Linked DNA regions of Sus scrofa: region 2 is linked to region 1. Evidence: chromatin contacts called from public HiChIP or PLAC-seq data. All regions are on one chromosome and are shown on one strand. The core of a region is the stretch at or near the end of the contact, and the rest is flanking DNA. Distances in the headings are between cores, read along the strand shown.

Region 1 (6,364 bases), core at 2,850-5,349:
TTCAAGAGAATTTTGAGCTATTTCCCTGACGTTTAAAGTTGAGCAAAGAGAATTCCTGCTATGGTGCAAGGGGATCGTTGGCGTTTCTGGAACACTGGGACCTAGGTTTGATCCCCGGCTAGGCACAGTGGGTAGAGGATCTGGTGCTGCAGCTGTGGTATAGATTGCAGGTGCCGCGGGGATCTGATCCCTGGGCCAGGAACTCCATACACTGCGAGGCAAAAAAAAAAAAAAAAAAAAAAAAAAAAAAAAAAAAAAGGTGGTCAAAGGATGCGCTTCTAGAGTCCTTTCTGCGTTCACTTCAGGTATCTTTGAGGAAGTGCCCTCTCCCCCTTAATAGTAATAAATCACCAGAAAGCAGTTGTGAGGGGTTATTTATAACTCCCTGGGAGCCCATGGCCCTTGGCTGGGGCCTGGGCTGAATGATCTAGGGTCAGACTGAGTTCCATCACCTGGGTGTCTGCTGCCCTGTTCCCAGTAGTGGAAGCTATACAAAGCGCTTAGGAAGCACTTACTGAGAGCAGTGACTGCGCTCCCCTCCCCTCCGGGCCCTTCCTCTGATAGCCTGAATAAAAGGAGAGAGTTCACATCTCCTGGACAGTGGTCCAGGGAATGCACTGCACCCTTTCCTCAGGATGTACTTAGTGCATTCTAATCTTGCGAAAGACTAACTCCCTGAACTTTAAGGTTAGAAATAATTAGACAAGAAAATCCCTTCCCTTGATTTCTTGTAACTGTCAACAATGATGAGTAGTGAAAACATTGTTCCAGGTCAGCCTTCTCACTCTCCGTGAACCTTTGCTCCATATTGTTTATAGAAAGAATATGACATTTCTGGCATGATAAGGTGCGCGTTGCTATTTCTGCCTTTGGACAGTTCTTTGTGCTTTGCTGTCCATCTCAAGAACCCAGATAGCTCCAGAAACCTAAATAAATGCTGTGATTCCTCCAGATTGTTCAACACACTCTCCCTGTCATTCGTTTCTCCTTCATTACAGAAAATACCTCCTTCTGTCTTCACCAAGCCATTTCGGAAAAATTCAAACCTTGGCAACAATAGATAGCTTCATATCTCCTGTCTTGATTGCTTTAGAGGTTAACCATACAGAAAGCAACATTTCATTTTCAAGCTCTGAAGGATCTTAAGGTGGCCTCATCCTGTTTTCCCTTTTTTCTCTTTTCATCATTTATACACACACACACACACACACACACACACACACACACACACACACACACATTTTTTTGTCTTTGCCTTTTCTAGGGCCGCTCCCATGGCATATGGAGGTTCCCAGGCTAGGGGTCGAATCAGAGCTGTAGTCACCGGCCTACGCCACAGCCACAGCAACGTGGGATCCCAGCTGCGTCTTTGACCTACACCACAGCTCACGGCAATGCCAGATCCTTAACCCACTGAGCAAGGCCAGGGATTGAACCTGCAACCTCATGGTTCCTAGTCGGATTCGTTAACCACTGAGCCATGATGGGAACTCCTATTGTGGAGTCTTTGCAGGGACCTGGGCACCTCTGGGAACCAGAGCTGGAGGTGGAGCTGCAGCTTCACCTGTGGCCTTGCCTTGGTCTGAGCCTTGGCCTGGGACTTTGGGCGGCACAGCCTGAGACCCTTGGCAATATGGGCACGAGCATGTTTCCCAAGCTTGGGGTGAGCATTCTTTTCACAATTTCTCAAGTTCTTAATAGCTTCAGTTTGCAAACTCTTACATTTCTCTAGTGGGGTTGACCTTAAAAAAGGTTAGCATGGGATTTTAAAACTCAAATAGTTCTATACCTACCACTCACTGTTGGAGCTGTGGAATGAAGTTCATATTGGAACAGGCCAGATTGAAGGGCACATCATATCTAAATCCTATTTGACCTTATTTAGTCATTGAGTCTTACAATGGATGGAGAATGCGAATACTGAGCGGCTGCCTGGGACATGTGGCTGGCTCAGACGGGGTTCACTTACAAGTTTTGGGCTGTGCCAAAGTGAAGGGCAAGTCCAATGGGAAAATAGAATCCTGAGCTGGACTAGTTATCCCCAACCTCAGACCCTCCTCACTGGGAATTGGCATGGTCCATGCATGCAAGTTGGAAGAAGAATTTCTGGTCTCATAGCAGGGGAAGAGAAAGAAGAGTTTATTGAGATGAGAGAAGAGGTGCTGCTAGCACAGCAGGACAATTTCCTACTGATCAGGGAGAGCTGACTCTGAGCTCAGTCATATCTGTTTTTATAGCCCAGGGAGAGAGGAGAGGTCTCATGATACACCTGCTGACCTGTTGATTGGTTGGGGAAAGAGGGTTTTCTGATACAGGTTTTCTGATATGCCCGCTAGTTGGTTGGGGCATATAAGGCTCATATAGGGGCAGGGTGAGGAGTGGGCCACTAGTAGGGGGCAAGAAGGAGTAGGCCAGGTTGCTCAAGGTGGGGGGGCATTACAAGGAGACAGGTGGGGCGATGAAAAGGGTCTGGTAACTCTTTCTTGGCCAGAGGTTTTGAGTTCTATGGCCCTGATGCCCCATAGGAATGACATTAATAATTGCACTTCCCAGCTGTGGTGGGAGTCGGGGGTGGGAAGGGACTGTGGCCACAGTTTTCATCTTCATTTGTTTTCAGAGCTTCACTGCGTTGGGACATAATTGTTTATTTTCCTATCCTGGTGACACCTGCTCACCAAAGCTGAAGAGTTTAGTGGTTGCTCTTCTTACAAATGTCATTAAACCCTCTCTCTAGAACCAAACAGAAGGCCTGCAGTGGAAAGTGCCTTGGTGTGCTTGATGCCAGTATGGGCACCTTATCCGGGAGTGGGAATGTGAAATACCTCATTCTTTTTCATTTTTATTTTTTGTGTGGTGTGCAGAGTAATTTCATTTGTGTGCTGGTCTCTGGATTTTTTTTTGAAAATATATCTGAATCATCAGACATTCTCACCCCTACCCCCCGAGGTATTTCTCTGATACGGTCGGAACAGCTTGTACTCAGGGCTCCCCTGTGATCTGTACACGCATTTCTGACACTGAACATTGCTAAGTAAGATGAAATGTTGAGATTATGGGGGTTTGTATTAGGTTACAGATTCCTGAGACATCATGTGAGGTGGCGTGACAACTAATGTCCCCTGGCGCCTTTGCTGAACTTGGCCTTTCTGCAACCTGTGCAGTTTTCAAGGAAACGGCTGAGTGGTTTTGTTCTGGCTGATGGCAAGGAGTTGGGACAGATGAGGAGACACTCTTCTTATCTTCAAAGTGTGCCAAAGAGTGGGGACAGAAAAAAAAAAGGAAACCTTCAGCCTGGGTAGTTGTCCTTGGCATTGACCTGGCCTGTGTGCTGATGTACGCTGAAGTGCCCTCTGGGTACAGAGAAGGAAGGTGGCTGGGGAACTATGGTTTTCTTAAGGGCTGGCTGGTTCCCCGCACAAAGGCTCCTCGGCAGAATTGATGCTTTTCATTGCTCTACAGCCTTGTGTGCCCTGGGGTGGGAGAGCCGTGAGGTGAGAGAGCCAGGTGGGTACTGCGGACATGTGTAGCCTGTCCCCTCAGGAATCCTGGCAGACCTCAGGGAATGGAAGTGTGTGAGATCTGCTCAGACCTCTCGGTGTGCCCTGATCTAATCATCATGGATCCTGGCCACTTGGTTTATGGCTTGTGGTCTCTGTCAATCTGTAGACAGTGTGAGTTTCATCAGGCCGAGGATGGTTTCATGAGGCCCGTTTCTTGACCAGCCATGGAAATACCTACTGGGGATGGCTGTGCTCCTTAAGGAACAAAAGAAAATCTTCTCTAATCATGAATTATTTTTTATACCTGAGTCGAAGTTCACAAGTCCCAGGTAACCTAGCTGCTTTTATTAACTAGTTACAGGACTTGAGAAGTGCTTGGACCAGGGGGTAAGAAGAGTTTTGCTGTATAGTCCAGCCCAAGGTCTGGTATGGTAGGGAATGGTCTGGCTACCTGTAGAAGACTAGAAAGGGCAAGGACCCTGCACTGGGTGTTCGCTAAGGAGTGGGGCAGGGGCTTAAGGAGTGGGAAGGAAGCAGAGCTGAGGTCAAAAGCGAGAGCATGATTGTGGCGATGACCACGAGGGGGCAGTCATGACAAACAGCTGGAAGCTGAGGGCGCCTGTTCTTACCAGGGGCAGACATTACAATGGGAAGTACAGAGCAGCAGAGCTTTCCAAACTCTGGCAGGCAGAGCTGACCTCAGGAAATGTGTTGGTAGACAGAAAAGCTCTGCTGGAATTCAGGGATGGGGCACTGATTCCCAGAAGGGAAATAGGAAGGAGCAAGAAAGAACCCCAGTGTCAGACAGTGATGCCAACACCAGAAAGGTTACCCAGAGGGGAAGCTGTCACTAGCCCTATGAGTAAAATCATCTTATCTTAGAGACCTGGCTATGAGAACTAAGGCATAAGGTCAGGGTTAGATCAGCCTCCATACTGACTTGAGCCTGGAGCTCCTTTGATCCCTTCTTTCCCAGCCTGGGGGATGCTCAGCCTGGTGGGGCTGAGCTCGTGTATGCAGTTCAAATGGATGGTGTGTGTGTGTGTGTGTGTGTGTGTGTGTGTGTGTAAGATGGGAAGGTGGTAGAGTAAGAGAGCTGCAGATCCTGGGATCACGCCCAAACCTGAAATGGTCTAACAGAGCTGTTGTTAGTTCGGCATTAGATACAGTATATTATAGCACTTACATGTGAAAACTATTAGGTAAAATATGAATGGGAGGAGTTGCTGTTGTGGCTCAGTGGTAAAAAATCTGACTGGGATGCATTAGGATGCAGGTTCAATCCCTGGCCTTGCTCAGTGGGTTAAGATCCTATATTGCTGTGGCTGTGGTTAGGCCAACAGCAGCAGCTCTGATTCAATCCCTAGCCTGGGAAAACCTTCATATGCTCCCGGTGCAGCCCTAAAAAGACAAAAAAAAAAAAAAAAAAAAAAAAAAAAAAAAAAAAGGAGTGGGAGAACTTATTTATTCTGTCATGAGACAGAGATGCCAGACTCTCTTCAAGTACAGAACTGCCGTCTGTGCTGTCCAGTCTTCTGCTAAACCCCTTCCTCCGTCAGTCTCCCACTATCCACTTAAGTAACTCCTACCTAGTCTACTTAGCTTTTAAAACTCACATCACTCACCCTTTCTAGTGGAAGCCTTTTCTGCATCCCTGGCTGGGTGACATCCTTCTTCAAAGTTGAGTTAGAATTTTACGGAGTTTACCTCATTATTTAATTACTTTGGGTCTCTCCCACTAGAAAATAAGCCTCATGAAGACAGAGAGCATGTCTGTCCTTTTGGCTGCTGTGTCCCTAGAACCTAGACTAGTTCCTGGTATATTTCAGGTGTGTAATCATTATATGTTGAATGAATGAATATTTGGAAAGGAATAGCACTTTTTTTGGTAGGTGAAAACAGGAGCATTGCTGTGGCTGTTTGGTACAATAGGCACCATGGAATGCTTATGAAAATAGGTCATTCTGTAAATGCATTTCAAAGACTGCCAACTAATTGAAGGAGACCAGGATGGAGGGAGTTATAAAGCCACTGAATACTGATAATTAAATTCTTATCCATTAAGCCCAAGTTTGACATAAAAGTAAACAAACGTGAAGATAAGTAGGTTCTTTAAAGAAATTCAAGTTCACTTATAGGGCCAATAGGTGACCACAAACTTCTATTTTTCTTTCTCCCTACTCCCTGCATTCTGTATCCTGTCCACATGTATCTAAGTAGATAAATAATATAAAATGAACATTGAATACATGCTTTAAGGAGACCAAAAGTCATGCTTGTAACTAGAATAGAGGCTATGGAAGTGGCTGTAGAAGTTTAACATTTGATGTATGTTAGAGTGCTTTGGTTTCAGTCTCTCCTGGTTATAACTGTGTTTTCTTTTAAGGGGAAGATTTTCAGGGATATTCAACAGATGAATGAAGTTTTTAAAGATGTGGTGCATACGTACAATGGAATATTACCCAGCCTTAAAAATGCTTGAAATTCTGGTCATTGTTACAATATGAATGAATCTTGAAAACCTTTGCAAAGTGACAGAAGCCAGAGGCAAAAGGGCAAATAGCGTTTGATTCCACGTATGTGAGGTACCTGGAATAACCAAATTTCTTGAGACAGGAAGTAGAACAGTAGTCACCAGGGACTGGGGGAGAAATAAGTGGGGAAATAATTGTTTAATGGGTACAGAGTTTCAGTTTGGGGTGAGAAAAAATTTCTGGAGGTGGTTGGTACGGAAGGTTGGACAACAACGAAAAGGTACTTAGTATTATGGCGCTGTACACTTTAAAAGGGTTGAAATGGTAAATTTTGTTATGTATATTTTACCACGATTAAAAAAAGAGAGAGTGCAGGTTAGCCAAAGTCAG
Region 2 (6,766 bases), core at 2,175-4,674, 560 kb after region 1:
CCTGTGGTGTAGGTCGCAGATGCAGCTCGGATCCCGCATTGCTGTGGCTCTGGTGCAGGCCGGTGGCAACAGCTCCGATTCGACCCCAAGTCTGGGAACCCCCATATGCCTCGGGAGCGGCCCTAGAAAAGGCAAAAAGACAAAAAATAATAATAATAATAATCAATGGGGAGTCCAAGTCACATTCTAATCTTTGAATAATTGATCCAGCTTCTATTTTTTTATTATTAAAATGCACGATTTCATTAAAGTAAGTATCATCAAATTTTAAGGTTTAAAGTTTTGATATCGAAGTTTGATCTACAAAATATCAAAACAACTGATTGTAAAGTGAAACTTCCATCCAATCCCAGCTGTTTTGGCTTTGCAGTGTCAACCATACAGCCTAGATGATTTTTTTTAATTTGTTTTATTTTTGCTAAAGTATAGTTGATTTATAGTATTGTGTCAATTTCTGCTGTACAGCACAGTGACACAGTCAAACATATATATATATATATATACATTCTTTTTCTCACTATCTTCCATCATGTTCTATCTCAGGGGTTATATATCATTCCCTGTGCTATAGGAGGACCTCATCGCTTATCCATTTTAAAGGTAATGGTTTGCATCTACTAAACCCAAACACCCCATCCCACTTCCTCCCTCCTCCTCCTTGGCAACTGCAAGACTGATCTCCATGTCTGTGAGTCTGTTTCTGTTTGGTAGAAATGTTCATTTGTGCCAGATTTTAGATTCCACATATAATGATTTTTTTAAAGGCAGTTTGACTTATAAATAAATTCAGACCTTCTAATAGTCTCTTTTGCCTCTAACCTAAAAGTTCTGCCACTTAGGGACACTGTGACTGGCAAAGCCTCATGAAATATTCAGTATATTTCTCCTTAGTAATGTCATCTTCGTTTGTTGTAACTGTATTAAGATTTTAAAAACTTACAAATCTTTCTCAATGAAATGATGGCGAGACTTTTACAGCTTATGGGAAACCAGCAAATTATGAGTCATCTTTATTGTCTAGATCCTAAAGTATAGATTGCCAAAGCTTAATTCTTCAAGTGTTAAAAATAGCCTCTCCTTCCTCTCACCACCTTCAAACACTCAGACCAAAAACATGGAGTTTTGCTGAAAACATAGCCTAGAAACAAGCAAGTTCTCTAATTATGAAGATGACATATGACTTAGAGAATAAGCTTCCATGACCATGATGCTGCTGTTAACTTCCCTCTTTGGGTCTTTTTCGGTTCTATCAAATGGCTTCTCATTCCTTTGACATTTTGATCATTGTAAAGATATATCAGTAGCACTTCTAATATTCTTCAGAAATGGAAATATTTGAGTGACTGCTAAATCAGAGCCCTTGACTAAATACGTGATTAGCTTCAGAGTTTTAAGGTCAGTAATATCTAGTGTTAAAAACCTTTAAAAGTCATTTCTTTCAGAATTCAGATGCAGTCGGGATACTTTTCATCCTCTTCTCCCCTTTTCTGTATCTCCTAATTGAATGTGTGTAAAGTAGTCCCTTCTCCTGTAACATTCGGTCGATTCCTGGGCTTTATTTTCATAATGAAATTCATTTGTGCAGAATAATGAACTCTAAGGTATAATTAAAGAAAAGTAATTTAACTTATCTGAGTCCTGCTTTCCTCATCTGTGAAATGGCAAAAGGTCTTTTCACATCTAAGAGGACAATTTGTGCAAAATGATTTGCTCTCTTGGTGTAATTTGGTTTTGTTGTTGTTATTGTTGTTGTTGTTTTGGCTTTTTGCCTTTTCTAGCACTGCTCCCTCGGCATGTGGAGATTCCCAGGCTAGGGGTCTAATTGGAGCTGTAGCCATCAGCCTACGCCAGAGCCACAGCAATGTGGGATCTAAGCCGAGTCTGCGACCTACACCACAGCTCAAGGCAACACCAGATCCTTAACCCACTGAGCAAGGGCAGGGATGGAACCTGAAACCTAGTTGGGTTCATTAACCACTGAGACACGACGGAAACTTCTCTTGGTATAATTTGTAACAACGCATACACCACCACCACTCTCCTATAGTACAAAACCCGAAGAGTTCTCATCTGGACTCCTTCAAAGGGCTTCTAACAAGGCTCTCCACTGCCTGTCTCCTCTCCAAAGTGTCCAACATATGGCTGAGCTGCAGATAAACATTTAACAGGCAAGTGACAGGTGTGGCTCTGGCTTGCTCCAGAATTCATTACAAATTCAAGGACCTCAGCAACATGTCACCATCAGACCTTTCCCACCTTCCCTTCTCCTCCTCCTCATCCTTCTGCCGCTTTTCCTGTCCCTCCCCTCCCCCTTGCTCATATTTGTTCATTCCTATGTATTTACTAAGCACTAGGCTAGGTGCTAGAAGCAATGATAAGCCAAACCAGACGAGTTCCAGGCAGAACACTGCTTACATAAAGATCCGGGTGGGAAGACGTGGAGAATTTATGGGAGGAGGCATATAAACTGTGTGGCTGGAGCAAAGAACCTGAAAGCTGGGATGAGTTTGGAGAGTAAAGTTAAGAAAAAAAAAAAGAAAAAACTCAGTAGAACCTCATAGGCCTCCTTAAGGAGTTGTGTCACTGTCTTCAGCACAAAAGGAAACTCTGTTGATTGAACAGAGCTGCAGTTCCCTGCAATTTTCCTCCCCCAAGCTGGTGCTTCTACAGTTTCTAAAGCGTGAACTACTCTCTTCATCTCTCCAACTCATAACCGTTATCCAGAACACCAATTTCAAATGGCATCTCTTCCGTGGAAAAGTTCCTCCAAGGATTAGACCTAAAAGTCCTGGTATGGTAGCTACTAACTACATGTGGTTATTAAACACCCGTAATGTGACTAGTCTGAATTGAGATGTGTTGGAAGTTAATGTACATCCCAGAGGTCAAAGACTTTTATGAAAAAAACTAAAAAGAAGATAAAATACCTCATTGATAGTTTCATATTGAGTACATTTTGAAATGATAACATTTGGATATATGGGATAAAATAATTATATTATTGAAATAAATTTCCTCTTTCCTTTTACGTTAGTTAATGTGGCTAGTGGAACATTTTAAATTACTTCTGTGGTTCACATTATATTTCTAGTGAACAATGCTCTTCTAGACGATACACTTCCTGAATAGTGAAATATCTATTCAATTATGCATCTGTTTATCCCCCTAAGCAACACACTGGCTTGTCCATAGTAAAGCCTCAGTAAATATCATTTAAATTCATGGCCATTCTCTAAAGCATTTTTAAAAAGTACTTTGCAATTTTTAGTATGCTGCCTACTCTCCATCTGAGATATGTAGCCAGGACTCCACGGCAAAAAAGAATGAGTGGGGGAAGGGCCAGGCTTTCCCTTGGCCCTGAGACAGCTGATGGACAGCCCATGGGGTATGACCATGGCACACACAGTGGGTCATGACGGCTGATTCAGAAGGTTTCTCTGTTTCCAAAACAAGAACTTTTAGTGCAGCGTGTGGAAGGAGCATTAAGGCAAGAGGATCCTTGTGGTTTCTCGCTGTATCTGTGGAAAAAACCTGTGGTTAAGGTTTAAATTAAACTGACATTAAAAGAGCCTTTGTAGTTGCTATGCGTATTTTCACATCTGTTGCTATAGCTCTACTGACTCTGGGTATTAGGAGTGATGGTTTAGGAGTGATGGAGTGAAATGTGGTTTCCTTCCTACGGACATTTTCTAGGGGTGACGAGTTTCTTTAATGATGCGACGTAGACCGAGGAAAATTATTAAGAGCATAGAAAATATAACAGGAAAAAAAAGATTAGGGATACCAAGCATTTCTGGTATGAGGGGGGCGGAAAAAAGTATTTAGGACTCCCCAGTACTACATCTGTTAATTTTATGGATTCTTTTGTTTTGGCTGGTTTCTGGTTTAGAGCAGTTTTCCTTACAGTTCACGGAGGCTCCCCCGTGACCACCTGCGTGCGCATTCTCCCTCTTGTTAAGGGGCCATTGGGGATGAACAAATGTATTTTTCATCCTAAAATGGTTGGGAACACCTCTTTGCTGATTTGAAAAACCGATTGCAAGGATAATGTGTTTTATGCCTAGAAACATAGGCATTTAACTATTTTAAACATAGTGGATTTTAGACTTCTCTCTAGGCTCAGTTTCTCTCCGTCTCCCATAGGAGCTTCTGCTTGAACCAAACCATGTCTCCTCATTCCTTCAAATGCCTGCTGCTCACTATGTTCACCTCAGCCTTCATCCTGCTCCTGACCAAGGGGTCTCTCTCAATGTCTCCAGGCAAACTCCCCTCCAAAGGTGGTCAGGTTGCTATCAAAGATTTGGTACCCAAAGAATTCTCATCCTAGCACCTCTGATAGGATAATGGCTGCCTATGGCAGGCTGCCTCCATGCCAGGGCCTAGTTTTGATTCAATCGATTGTGTCCAGTAAGACAAATTTATATTATCGGGTTTTCTCAAAAGGAGCAGAGGGTGTAGCTCACACTCAGAACTAGGAAACTTCTCTCTAATATACCAAGTATTATATGTGTTTATGTGAATGTTGTTTCTGTTAATTTCTCAATAAATTTGGGTAAACCCAAAGAACTTTTGTTAGAAATAATTTATTTAATTATGCCAAGCACGCTGTATATGACAGGCGCTAGGATAAAAATGTGTTTGTACATTTGTTGTTGAGACCCAGCACCTTCTATGGAGAAGCAGCAGGAGATGGTACATAGGACTCAGAAAAAAACTCAGACCTAGATACTGCATCTTAATTGCTGTGTGACTTTAGGTAAATCAAGTGACTTCTCTGAGCCACAGTATTTTTTATCTGTATAATAGTGATGATGCTGGCCTTATGGGGTAATATGTATAAGAAATGATAATTTCAAGGGCCTGGAACACAATAGGCCTTCAGTAATAGAAAACTGCTTTTTTTAGTGTATTGGGATATTATTGATGGAATCATTGGTAGAAATTTGACTCCATTTTTACTGAAATAAGGTGTTTATTTCACTGGGAGCTGAACATTTATGAGTCTAGAATGGGGAAGAAACATCAAACCCAGGTTCTGTAACCTCAGATGTTACATACTCTTAAATTATTACATTTTACAGAGTCTCTGATAATATATGGTGCCAAAATTTGATGAAAACAAACAAAAACAACCTCAGTCAACCATTTGGATTTTAGTGTATTTGGTAGCCAGTATGACAGTCTCATGGCAAAACAATGTAGTCTTTAATAATAAGGTACATTTGTATAAGCCTTTATGGTTTACAAAGTCTTTTCATGAAAATTAACTTCTTTAATCCTCTCAATTACTGTTTCTGGAGGTATAGCATCTGATGATGATGATGTGATGACGATGAAAAGACAATTGTGGCATCACCTGGGTGGAGGAGAGGTGGCATATATAAGAAAGCAACGTCACGGATGTCTGAGTTCTTAGTTCTAACTCTCAATCTGGAAGAAAAAAAGAGAAGTAAGAAACAAAAATTAGGAGTTCCTATCATGGCCCAGTGGAAATGAATCTGACTAGCATCTGTGAGGACGCAGGTTTGATTCCTGGCCTCGCTCAACGGGTTAAGGATCTGGCGTTGCCGTGAGTTGTGCTGTAGGGCGCAGATGCAGCTTGGATCTCGTGTTGCCGTGGCTGTGGTGTAGGCCGGCAGTCACAGCTCTGACTCGACCCCTAGCCTGGGAACCTCTATACGCCGTGGGTGCAGCCCTCAAAAAAAAATTAATTAGATGTATACTAACTGACACACACTTTATTTGGTCTTTGCAATAATCCTGTCAATTAGACTATATTTCCACTTGATGAATGAGGAGTTTAAGTCTCAGAGAGTTTAGTAACATGATTAAGGTTCTAACCAGTGTTCCAGTCAGGGTTCAAATCCCAGCCTGCCATGTTCTTTTCACTATAACCAAGGATTTAGCTTGGACAAGTTATTTAATTTAATTAATCTTTATTTCCTCCAGCTACAATAAAGGTGAGCCCTTGGGACCTTTCTGTTTTGTTTAGCTTTTGGTTTGGGGCTTGGGGTATTTTGGCTATGCCCACAGCATGCAGAAGTTCCTGGGCTAGAGATTGAACCCATGCCACAGCACTGACTTGAGCCAAAGCAATGACAGTCAGATCCTTAACCCTCTGAGCCACCAGGGAACCCTGAGCCCTTGGGACCTTTTAACCTCTGACTTTCTAGTCTGGGTCAGATGTTCCCTCTTGCAGGCGTTTTCAGCCTGGATGATGCGAAGATACCCCGAGAGGCTTCTTGTCTTGGTTTACCTTCCTTACCGTTTTATCCATTAGAGTCAATCCTGGGTCAGGTAGAGTAGGCAGCATCCTTGTCTTAAGAAAATGGCTGGTGGAGTTCCCGTCGTGGCTCAGTGATTAACGAACCCCACTAGAAACCATGAGGTTTCGGGTTCAATCCCTGGCTTTGCTCAGTGGGTTAAGGATCCAGTGTTGCTGTGAGCTGTGGTGTAGGCTACAGACTAGGCTCGGATCCCGAGTTGCTGTGGCTCTGGTGTAGGCCAGTGGCTACAGCTCCAATTTGACCCCTAGCCTGGGAACCTCCATATGCTGCAGGAGCGGCCCAAGAAATGGCAAAAAGACAAAAGAAAAAAAAAAAAGAAAAAAAAGAAAATGGCTGGTGGAATTAGGCTGTTTACTTTGGAAGACAAACTTTAGCAACTCCTTGCTCTCAGCCAGTCTGAATCCATTGCTCCGAATGAGTTTCTCAGCAAATTTTGTCTCTGGATCACTTAAAAGAAGTTACTGCTATTTAGTACAGTT

Evidence for each region. HiChIP or PLAC-seq counts read pairs in DNA pulled down with a chosen protein or histone mark.
Region 2: a contact with region 1 is called in an H3K27ac HiChIP or PLAC-seq map of alveolar macrophages. The contact joins two enhancer-like sites. A contact is called at or near these places in 1 of 47 Hi-C or Micro-C datasets (embryonic fibroblasts) and 1 of 2 datasets of contacts at active chromatin or transcription factors (alveolar macrophages).

What each region holds. Positions count from the first base shown.
Region 1 is chr1:29,085,757-29,092,120 of Sscrofa11.1, forward strand. No RefSeq gene overlaps it. Among named protein-coding and RNA genes, the nearest start is that of ALDH8A1, 28 kb to the left of the region's middle. Within about 2 kb of position 4,100, at least 9 of the 83 cell types and tissues checked have an H3K27ac peak or open chromatin away from gene starts, as enhancers often do. A contact at or near this core is called in alveolar macrophages, where this site is marked.
Region 2 is chr1:29,646,272-29,653,037 of Sscrofa11.1, forward strand. It overlaps a transcript of SGK1 not described here. Among named protein-coding and RNA genes, the nearest start is that of SGK1, 98 kb to the right of the region's middle. Within about 2 kb of position 3,425, at least 4 of the 83 cell types and tissues checked have an H3K27ac peak or open chromatin away from gene starts, as enhancers often do. A contact at or near this core is called in alveolar macrophages, where this site is marked.